2 separate regions of the Mus musculus genome follow, and region 1 is linked to region 2. A link is a contact called in public HiChIP or PLAC-seq data. All regions are on one chromosome and are shown on one strand. Each heading gives the region's core, a stretch centred on a gene start, on an enhancer-like site or on the middle of the called end of the contact. The rest is flanking DNA. Distances are from core to core; before and after follow the strand shown. Region 1 overlaps Gm46361 (a long non-coding RNA gene). Region 2 overlaps Rad51b (RAD51 paralog B).

Region 1 (5,283 bases), core at 1,018-3,517, 520 kb before region 2:
ATCGAAGAAATGATTCCATCTGAGTCTATCCTGGTAAAGCAAGGTATTGGGGTTACAAGAGCACATGAAGTGGCCTCCATGCAAAGGGGAGGACTTTAAGTAGGGATGTAAAGTGGGAGGCATGCGAAGCGGGGAATTGGGAGCAGAGGAAAGGGGTAGACAGAATCTCTGGGATTGGTCTGGTTATCTGTCCCTTCTCCTAGTGAATCTTTAACGGCCTCATTCCTGTTTCTATAGACCTTGCTACCATTATATCTGCTCTGAAATGTGTGACAGTCTCGCCAAGGCCTGAGGAAGCTGTTTCTCTGCGGCTGTTTTGGTATTCAACCACTTGCCTTTGCCAAACAGCTTCTCAGTCCTAGAGATCTGGGGAGATCTAAGAGCAAAAGTCCTTAACTTCAAGACCAGCCCCTCGGGAGGTCTGAGCTTATAAATAGCTAACCATGGAGAAGGAGGCAGAGGGGAGCAGAAGAGTCACAATGGAGCAGTGGTTGGCAGAATGTGGTCCTAGGGCCAAACCCAGCTCCTGTTCTACTTCTGTAATGTGAGTTTGATTAGAACCAAGCTCATTTGTCTGCATGCTGGCAATGGCTGTTTTTGTACTACAGTGGCAGAACTGAGTAGCCGTGACAGAGACAGTGAGTGTCATGACTCAACTTGATTGCCAGGTTGGCTGAAAGGGCTTAAGAAATTAGTAAAGGGAACTTCAGGGTACTTCCCTCTGCAAGGATGATCCAGAGAACAGTAGATAAGGAGACAGACTTGCTATGACTGTGGTGACGCCATCTCAGCTGGGTGGATGCTCACACAGAATTAAAATAGGAAAAGACTCAGGAGGCAGAATTAAGAACATTATCTTGGGTTTGAGGCCAGTCTACTCTGCACTGTGAGTTCCAGCCAGGGAATCATAACAAGATCCTGTCTCAATAAAAACAAAACCAGGGTCTGTCACCGTGACTTACACTCTAATCCCAGCCATTGGGAGGCAGAGGCAGGAGGATCTCTGCAAGTTCTAGGTCAGCCTGATCTAGACAGTGAGTTCTAGGTCAGCTAAACAAGACCCTGTTTCAAAAAAACAAAGCAAAATAAAACAAAATAAAAGACAAATGTGAGATAGGGGCAGGGAAGGTAACCCTGTCTCAGCTTCCTGGCTGCCTTGAGGCAAGCTGCTATTCATTGTCCTGCCTTCTATGCCAGGATGGATTGAAACTCTGAAAACTATGAACAAAATAAATGTCTCCTCCCTTAAATTGTCCGGGTCATGATTTTGTCACAGTAACATGAAGTCTGACTAACACAGACAGCCTGACTCTCAAAGCTTAAAATATTTGCTTTCTCATCTTTTAAAGAACACATTTGTTGAGCTCTGACTTAAGGGAAACAAGTCTTACAAAAGTTTAATTTGGATTAAAGTAGGACCAGGAGAAACACAGCCCAGTTTACTGGAATAGTGAACACAAAGAGACAGAGGCAGTAGAGGATCTTTTATAATAAGACAAGCAATGAGCTGTCTTCTTATCTGTGGACATGGCTGAAATGTTGGTGGCCGTAGTGATGTTCAACCTCTTTGTGACTTCAAGATCTATAAGAGGTATCTCAAGACATTTTCTTCCATTCACAAGACTATATGAGGTCAAGACAGAAGCAGGGTTTTCAACCCATGCCCTTCCAAAAGGATGGTGAAGTTCAGGTTGCACATTCCAAGAGTCAACAGGTTAGCAAAATAACTCGGGTTCCCAGAAAGCAATACAACATCTACCTTGAACAAGGACAGCAGAGAAAGGTTCATAGCACCGAGGGTGATGACAGTCACCCCAGCAAAGTAGTCATCACTAGTTTAAAACTGGAGAAAGACCACAAAAAGACACATGAGTGGAAAGACATGTCTTGACTGGTAGGAATGGAAAAGGGCAAAACATAAGAAGAAGAAAGACACAAGAAGATACAAGATTAAAGTAACCGTATACACAATTTCCATTTGAAACTGCTAACATTAAACAGAAGAAACAACAGGAAGTTGAACGTGGTCAAGAGGAACGACTGGAGATGAGGATGAAGGATGGGCTGTGGCTGAGCAGGGAAGCTTCCTTTAAATCGACACTAACATGTTAGAAATCCATCTGTGGAGCAGGGCATCTTCTTCCCCATTGGTCATTTCTTTCTCACCCAAGAAATGTGTATGTGACCTCCAGTATATAGATATATAAAAGTTATATATAACTTTTGAGTAAAACTGCTGACACGGTGGTGTACTCAGACTCTCGTACTGGGGAGGCAGAAGCAGAGAAATCCCTGGGGCTTGCCAGCCAGCTGCTTTAGCCCAATTTGTGAGCTCCAGACCAATGAAGACTTGGTCTCAAGGGAGATAGATAGTATTCTTTTTTTTTTTTTTTTTTTTTTTTTTTGGTTTTTCAAGACAGGGTTTCTCTGTGTGTCCCTGGCTGTCCTGGAATTCACTCTGTAGACCAGGCTGGCCTCGAACTCAGAAATCCGCCTGCCTGTATTCTTGAGGCTATCTGAAGTGGTCCTTGGGCTTTCCTTTGCATGCATACAGGCATGCACACATAAACACAAATACACACATTTTAAAATTCTCTGATAGACATGTAATTTTACATTTATTAGAAATTATATCACATTGCATATTAATGATATGGACATACCTATTTACATAGACATTAAATTTTAGCTGAATATTTGATACTGCAGGACATATAACATTTTGAACATATTTCATAGTTGATTAATTTGGTTTTATGGTTGCCAATACTGAGAATGCCACTTTACATACATACATACACCCATACACACACACACACATATACATACACACACACACACACACACATATGAAATGCAAAATTCTAGATGCTCATTCAGGATCACCTTAGAAATTATTGGAAATTCTAATCCAACCCAAAATTCATTTAACAGTTAAAAAAATGAAACTCAAGGCATCAACTCAAAACAGCAATTAAAAAAAATTAAACATCCTTACAGGACTGAAGGATGATGGTAGAAAATATATACAAGACATTGTCTTCTGTAATGAAACCATTATGTTTACATGAGCAGAACACAATATGTATAGTGAGACACTATAGTTCATTTCAAAAAATATTTTGTAAAGATTTATTTATTTTATATATAAGTACACTGTAGCTGTCTTCAGACACACCAGAAGAGGGGATCCCATCTCATTACAGATGGTTATGAGCCACCATGTGGTTGTTGGGATTTGAACTCAGGACCTTCAGAAGAGCACTCAGTGCTCTTAACAGCTGAGCCATCTCTCCAGCCCGACACTATAGTTCATTGCACACTCCTGCATGTGAGCTGGGGTGCTTCACTCATTGGCATTGGGCGGCCTGGTGGCACGCATGGGGCAAAGTGAGCATGCGTGTGTTCAGACGAAGGCTGCAGTGAACTGGAGCAAGGGGAGCACTTCCAGAGGCCCTTTGGATTTATGATGTCTTTTTAAGGACTTACTCTCTTTTCAATTACATGTATTATGTGTGTCTGGGTGTGGCTATGTGCTTGCAAGTGCCAGTATCCACAGAGGCATCAGATGGATCCCCTGGAGCTGGAGTTACGGAAGGTTGTGAGCTGCCCAATGTGAGTGTTGAGAACAGAGCTCTGGTCCCCTGCCAGAGCAGTTTAGACAGCTGCAAAGAAAAAGTGTGGAGACCGAGTCTATAGACAACACAGAACCAGTGTAGATCCAGGAGACTAGAGAGACATGCCACCACAACCACTGCCAGCCATGTTTAAGTGCTTGGAGTTCTTGGAACAGAATCACAAATACCAAGAGCTGTCATTCCAAATCCCACTCTGCATTCTCTCTCTTCTTTGGGACAAGGCCTCAATATTTGCACTGCTCTCAGAGCTTTGCAGGCAGGGAGTAGAGTGGTAGGTGACATTCAAATTCAGGGATGAGAAAATCCATCCCAGGAATGCCGCATCCCATCTTGACTTTCCCACTGATCTACACGAGTCCTCAAAGCAATGGTGTATGCTTTTAGCAAGGAGGGACAGGGTTCCCACTGGTATGCAAGACCCCTGGTAACACAGGATGGAGCTGGGAATGGAAAAAGAAGCACTGAAGGCCCAGAACTCAGCTCTCAGCACCTTACCCCACCTCGGTCAGACCCGAATTGTCCTCACTCGGTCAGAAACCCCCAGTTGTCCCAAATTCCAATTTTACACCTGCCTTCCAGGTTGCAGGAGGGACATGGAATTATTGCAGCCACAGAGAGACCCTGTTGGGCTTAGTTGAGGCTGATGGCTTAGCACGTTCTCAGAACACCCGGTTGTATAGAATACGGCTTCTGAGGAGAAGGCAGATACTACTTCTCTTTGGAAAGGAGCTGGGCGTGCCATTTATCTGTTTCATCTCTTTATTTAGACATCCATTCAGTGCCATGGAGAACCCATCATCTATGTTCTTCCAAGTTTTCAAAGGAAGGGACTGGGTGTAGTGGATGCACCTGTAATCCTAGCACTCAGGAGTGTTCTTGGCCAGCCTGGGCTATATAGCAAGACCTTGTACCTAAACAGCAGAAGCAGCTAGCCTGAATTAAGCAGGAGAAGAATCTGCATAATTTACATGGGGTAAAGCTGAGAGCCCCCAAAGGATGCACAGGCTGTGGTCTGGAGCCCAGGCCCAAGATCCTGGTCCCATCAAAGAATGGTTCTCCTTTTGAGCTCTGAGAAAGAGCACAGGCTCTTCTTTTCTGCCTATCTCTTTGAAGAACATGGGAGGGGGGAAAATGAAAACAAAAACAAATGACAGCGACCACAATCACTTTTTACGACCACAGATGGAGTCGGGAGAGGAAAGCACGCTCTGCCTGGCTTTCACAATCCCACATCATCTGGCCTCACTCTCGGATGGAATCTTATTCCCCGCATGGAGTCTTCATTCCGACCACGTCTGTTTCCTGCTCTCAAACACGCCACCCGAATCCACTCTTTGCTCTTGGTTGAAATTCTCCCCAGCCTTGGCTCTCACAAGCCTGCATCGGTTTACAAAGTGTCCTTCACTGCCACCACCTCCTCCTCCCACTCCAACTTCCTCCTCTAGAGAGTGGCGCAGTGAGTTAGAACTCCCTGGTATGCGTCTGTGTTTCGGGGCTCCTTCATTGACTTTTTGGGAGGACATGCTGTCACGGATTTCCACAGAAGTAAACAAATGAGCGATCAGATTGGAGAATAAATATCTCATGTTTCCATATGACGTGTGTGATCTTGGAAGGACAGCAAGAGGATCAAGCTGAGGGAGCA
Region 2 (5,347 bases), core at 273-2,772:
AAAGCATGAAAGTCTTGTTTTCCCCTTGGATAAAAGACATATATCCAAAAATATTAATATATTAATGTGTCTAAGGTAAATATGATTCTATCTTTCTCTTTGAAGAACTTTCAGTTCCTTGGCCTACCCAGGAGATAGTGACTGAAGCACATCTTCTCTGTCTATCTATCTCCCTCTCTTGTGATTATACATGCATGTATGTAGAGGCCATAGGTCAATCTCAGACATCCCTCGGGTGATCCACTTTGGTTTTTAAGACAAAGGTCTCTCATTTGGCCCAGACCTAATAAATGTGGCTAGGCTAGCTGGCCAGCAATGCCCATGAACTTCCCTGTCTCAGTCTCCCCCGAGCTGAGATTATGATCGCAGGTTACTACACCCACCTTGTCCTGTGAGTGCTGCAGGTATCATTAGGATCCTTAGGACTACACAGCAAGCACTTTACTGACCATTTCCCTGGGGTTTTCTTTTTACCGACATCAAGGCATCGGGCATCCAAAAAACTCTGTTGAACATTTAATAATTTTAAGGTCTTTAATGGTAACACCCATGTTAGTTTTGACCGCTGTTGTTTGCCTGGCATACAGCATGCCTGGCACACAGTATGTGCTCAAAATCTGTAACTTCAATCCACAGATGAAATTCCTACAGTAGCTGCAGTTCAGACTCAGTATGAGAACTTAGCAATCTACTAAGCATCTGAGACAATTTATCGAGAAAGGGGGATAACAGTTCTCATAGTTATTACAAAGATTAAACAAGTTCTACCACATAAAACATAGAAGATCACAAACACACACGTACATACATATACACACATATGTACACACACACATATGAGCTGGAAAGATGACTCAGTCACTGAGAGCACTGGTTGCTCTTCTAGGGGATCTAGGATTTGATTCCCAGACCCGCACTGTAACTCTAGTTCCAGGGATCTGGCACCCTCCTCTGGCCTCCACAGGTACCAAACATACACACAATGCATACACATACAAGCAGGAAAAACACCCATTCACATAATAAAATAAAATAAAATTTAAAACTAAATTATCCTTAATGTGACCCATGCTACTTGAATGTGTATTTAATGTGAAAACTTGAATTTAAAAATGTGACTACATTATAATTGATGTCATTCAATTTAACTTCATAACCATATTTTTATTAGATAACAAAAAAGGGCCAGAAAAAACTAGGAAGAAATGGAAATATTAAAATACAAAGACAATTAGGGGGGAACCCTCATACATAAGAAAATGTCTTAAAAGAAAATAACTCCTTTACATTTTATAGCTTGAAGCACAAGTAATAATTTCCAAGTGACAAAACTCACACAAATAGAGCAGCTAAGACATTGATTTTTACTGAAGTTATACTCTAGCTCTACCCCCCAAAATTTACTTCTTAAAGGCACTTACATGGATACAAAGTCCTAGGGGCGGGGCTTATCACAATGCACGTTAATCTCTCCTTCCACCCCTACCCCTACACTAGCTTCTTTTAAAAATAAGCCTACAGCGCCATCTACTGTGTCTGCTCTATCACAGCTCTTTTGACCAGCGAGCACTGCAGAAATGAAAACTGAGACTGTCACTTGAAAATCTTCTTCCAGAACAACAATATCAACCAACCAGTTTCCCCAGAGCTCCCAGGGACTAAGCCATCAACCAAGGAGTACACATGGCTCCAGCTGCACACGTTGCAGAGGATGGCCTTGTCATGCATCAATAGGAGGAGAGGTCCTTGGTCCTATGAAGGCTCGATAGATGCCCCAGTGTAGAGAAACTGAAGGTGGGGAGGTGGGAGTGGGTGGGTGGGCGGGTGGAGGAACACCCTCATAGAAGTGGGGTGGGGGGTGGGGTAGGATGGGATAAGGGGTTTCCGGGGGCGGGGGAGGGGAGGGGAACCGGGAAAGGGGATAACATTTGAAATGTAAGTAAAGAAAATATCCAAGAAAGAAAAGAAAATCTCCTTCCAAAGAAATGAAAGAAGCCCTTCTTCCCCCAGCATATACATTTATATAATATTCTTAGGCTTTTCTTTCCCCCTCCTTACTAAATAGAACTGACCATTAAAAAAAAAAATTCACAGTAGAGACCAGATAGCTCCTTTGTATGCTAAAGGAACAGCAATAATGATCTTTGTTGTTGCTGCTGCTGCTGCTGCTATTGTTATTGATTTGCCTTTGCAGTGCTGAGGAATCAAATCCAAAAAATCTCTATATTAGAGAAAAAGAAAATAAGCTACTGAGGAATTATTAAATATTTTGTTCAAGTCACAGAGCTAGTGAATGACCAGACACTCAGAGTAAATTTTTACACACAATATTTGTGTTACTGTCAGTGGATTCCCACTAATCACACTCTGGTCTCCAGAACTTCAGAGAACAAGCTCTACACGATGCTATTTATTCATTTCCCACATTCTAGCACCATTCCACCTTTCCAGTGTCCTTGTCAGGAGTCGGAGTATAGTCTACATCTACTTTTAGAAACTATTCTCTTGTGCTGAGAATGTACTAAAATACCTAGGCCCTACCCTGAAGGTTCTAATTCAGTGTGTCAGAATCAAGAAGTCGTTTTGTCTCTTTGTTTCTTTCGGGTTTTGCAATACTGAGATCAAACATTGACCTAGTGCACGCTAGGCAAGAGCTCTATCACTGAGCTACATCACCAGCCCTACAATATGAAATCTTTGTTTTTAACAAGTGGCCTCCAATGAACCTGGCGGAACCAGTCTGAGGCCTTGCATTTAGATCCATGGAGATTGGGGTGTGTGGGGTGGGCGGTGGCTTGGGCTATTCAGTCAGAATATTACTCACAAAAGAATTCCTCTACTTTTGGGTAAAGCTTCTCCTGATTTTTCAATTTGAAGTGTTTAAACTTAGAGAACTGTGAAAATACAAAGGTGTCACAAAATTAAAACATTTGAAGGACTCTTATTATGACTTTTGAAAGAAAGTATACAATTGGTAAATGCAAAACTTTAAATTGTTTTGTAATAATCTCAGAAGAGTACGGAAGGAATGAAGTCTTCCTGTTCTGTATACAAGTCCTTTTCTGGCCCTCTAAACACCTGACTCTCTACAGTGGTTTTCCAAAATCACTCCAGGGATTCCAACTCTCGGAGGTGAGGGAGCCCAAGAAGCCAGCCCCATCTTCTCCTTGCTTAGTTAAAACAAAGGTTCCATGACTCTCCTCCCCTCTCCAGCCCCCTTGACTCCTGTTTGTGTGTTTCGTGTGAGTTGTTTACGACCACACAAATCCTTTCCTAATGCAAGGATACCTACAGCCTGCCAGCCCTCAGTGCCTGTGACAGTGTCTCTCTTACGTTTTCAACTCCCAGAATCTTTGTAGTTTCTAGGCACCAGTGTACTAAGGGACTCTCTAAGTAGTGTACAACATCCGGCTTTTTCTAATAATGCTTGAAGATGGAAAAGGAGATTGTGGAAGAGGTGTGGTGTGTGGACCTGGGGCTGGGGCTCATTGGTAATGTGCTCTTGACATGTATAATGCAATGGTTTCAATCCCATGAATAAGTAGCCTATAACGGGATGGATATGTTAACATGCCTCTGTAATGTACATAGATAGATGAGTCACATTTGTGAGCTGTATCAGTGAAGAACTTATTCTACTACTATTACACAAACATCCTTTCGATATCTCATGGTAGTTTCCTTGAGAATCAGCCCTGGAGGCAAACGATTCCCTGTACTACTTCACATCTCATTTACATTTTAAGTCTATTACTCAGATTCTAAATGACAGACTATTCGAAAATCAAAAATAATCCACAAACCACAGAAAATACTTAAAAGGCTATATGAAGGGCTAGACCTGCCCATCAAAAAAAAGCAAACATACATAAAGTGAGTATATAATATCCCATGGTTGTTTTGAAGGGAAATAACACCCACTCATATATATTACGGCTGACCTTCAAAAGGATACTCAGGTGCCATATTTTTGCATCACTGTTGCTTCTAAACAGAATGTTCTTTGTCCCAGTCTTCACATTCTGGAGAGAGCAGTTTCCTCAAGAGGACAAGGCTCTGTAACTTTACTGGTGTACTCTGACTACTTCACATAAACCGTCACTTCAAGTTCAGCATGTCTGCCCCAAATTGCCCAATCCTTCCACTATTTCTAATACTACAAAGCAGCTTCCCAGAAACCCCATGTTAAGATCAAGCAAAACAATTTGGTGTCATCAGCAGATTTCACCATTTCCTCTTGGACTCATTAACACGCCAAACAAGCATGATCCTGGTGTCACCTCTCGGAGTTACTACCATGAACTTTTCTCTTCAAACTAAGCCAGCCACTACTTAGTGATTCCCATCATAGAACCAGAATGTGTTTATTTACTAACGGTTCATTTTTGATGGCTATTTTCTCACTGAAAGTTGCAAAATACATTATAAGAGTAAAGGAGGGCTGTCCCCAAGGAGAGGCACAAAAGGCAGCCAAAAGAAACAGCTCCCAGATGAGCAGTTCACCCAATCACTCAAACCTCCTCGGACTCTGCTGGGTCCCAAACTACAACACAACTGTGACCCTTCCTCTCCAATTATTCATTTCTTTAAAGTTGTATGAGAGACCACTATTAAACACACTTGAAAATTCTGTATGAATTATAACCAGTAGGTCCAATTACTTTATTAGATTTTTCTTCTCTTTAATACATTGAAAGAAGGGAAAAGCAAACAGCCCTTATATAGAAAGTAAAGATCCAAACAGCTTTCCACCCAAATGATGGACAACACATTGCCCTCTTTCATTCAAGGGCCAGTCCATTTGAAGCTTTACTCTGCCTTCCCAGCTTGCATCTGCATTACAGAATTCATGCAGATACTAAAGGAAACCAGGCTGAGGGACAAAGAAGCAACCCTATCCACTGTCCGTATGCAATCTCACTCAGAGCAGCAACATTCTATACGCTCTTCTCACCTGCCCTATTCTAGCAGACCCCTACCCAAAACCTGGCACTGGAGCAACCACATCACATTTACCCTGTTTTAAATGACAACCTCCTGTGTGAGATCATAAAAAGGATAAAGTCAGCAGACACGACGGACACCACCATCACCTCCATCGCCCTCAACCCTCACACACAGCCTGAGATGGTCTCGGGGTCACTGTAGTTCTGGATGCATGAACTGAGGGAGGAGCAGAAGATCAATGAGAGACCCTAAAAAGTCTCATAAGGTGCAGTGGATTAGCAGGCAGGGCAGCCGTGAGCAGAACTCAGTTTGCCTATCTTGCCCCATACAAAATCAAGTCAAAACACTCCCCTTAAAGAACCAAATTTGCCAAAGACGTTTAGACTTCATGTCTAGCAGC

What was found. HiChIP or PLAC-seq counts read pairs in DNA pulled down with a chosen protein or histone mark.
Region 1: a contact with region 2 is called in a RAD21 HiChIP or PLAC-seq map of pro-B cells, with 6 times the contacts expected there. The contact joins two enhancer-like sites. A contact is called at or near these places in 2 of 15 datasets of contacts at CTCF or cohesin (large pre-B cells and pro-B cells), 5 of 484 Hi-C or Micro-C datasets (Sertoli cells, adipose-derived mesenchymal stem cells, beige adipocytes and 2 more), 3 of 115 datasets of contacts at active chromatin or transcription factors (embryonic stem cells, fibro-adipogenic progenitors and kidney) and 1 of 9 other capture datasets (embryonic stem cells).

The regions. Positions count from the first base shown.
Region 1 is chr12:79,880,880-79,886,162 of GRCm38.p6, reverse strand. The region is part of intron 1 of Gm46361 (a long non-coding RNA gene); the gene reads right to left. Among named protein-coding and RNA genes, the nearest start is that of Gm46362, 9.1 kb to the left of the region's middle. Within about 2 kb of position 2,267, at least 11 of the 459 cell types and tissues checked have an H3K27ac peak or open chromatin away from gene starts, as enhancers often do. A contact at or near this core is called in bone marrow-derived macrophages and pro-B cells, where this site is marked.
Region 2 is chr12:79,355,181-79,360,527 of GRCm38.p6, reverse strand. The region is part of intron 7 of Rad51b (RAD51 paralog B); the gene reads right to left. Among named protein-coding and RNA genes, the nearest start is that of Rad51b, 61 kb to the right of the region's middle. Within about 2 kb of position 1,522, at least 27 of the 459 cell types and tissues checked have an H3K27ac peak or open chromatin away from gene starts, as enhancers often do. A contact at or near this core is called in bone marrow-derived macrophages and pro-B cells, where this site is marked.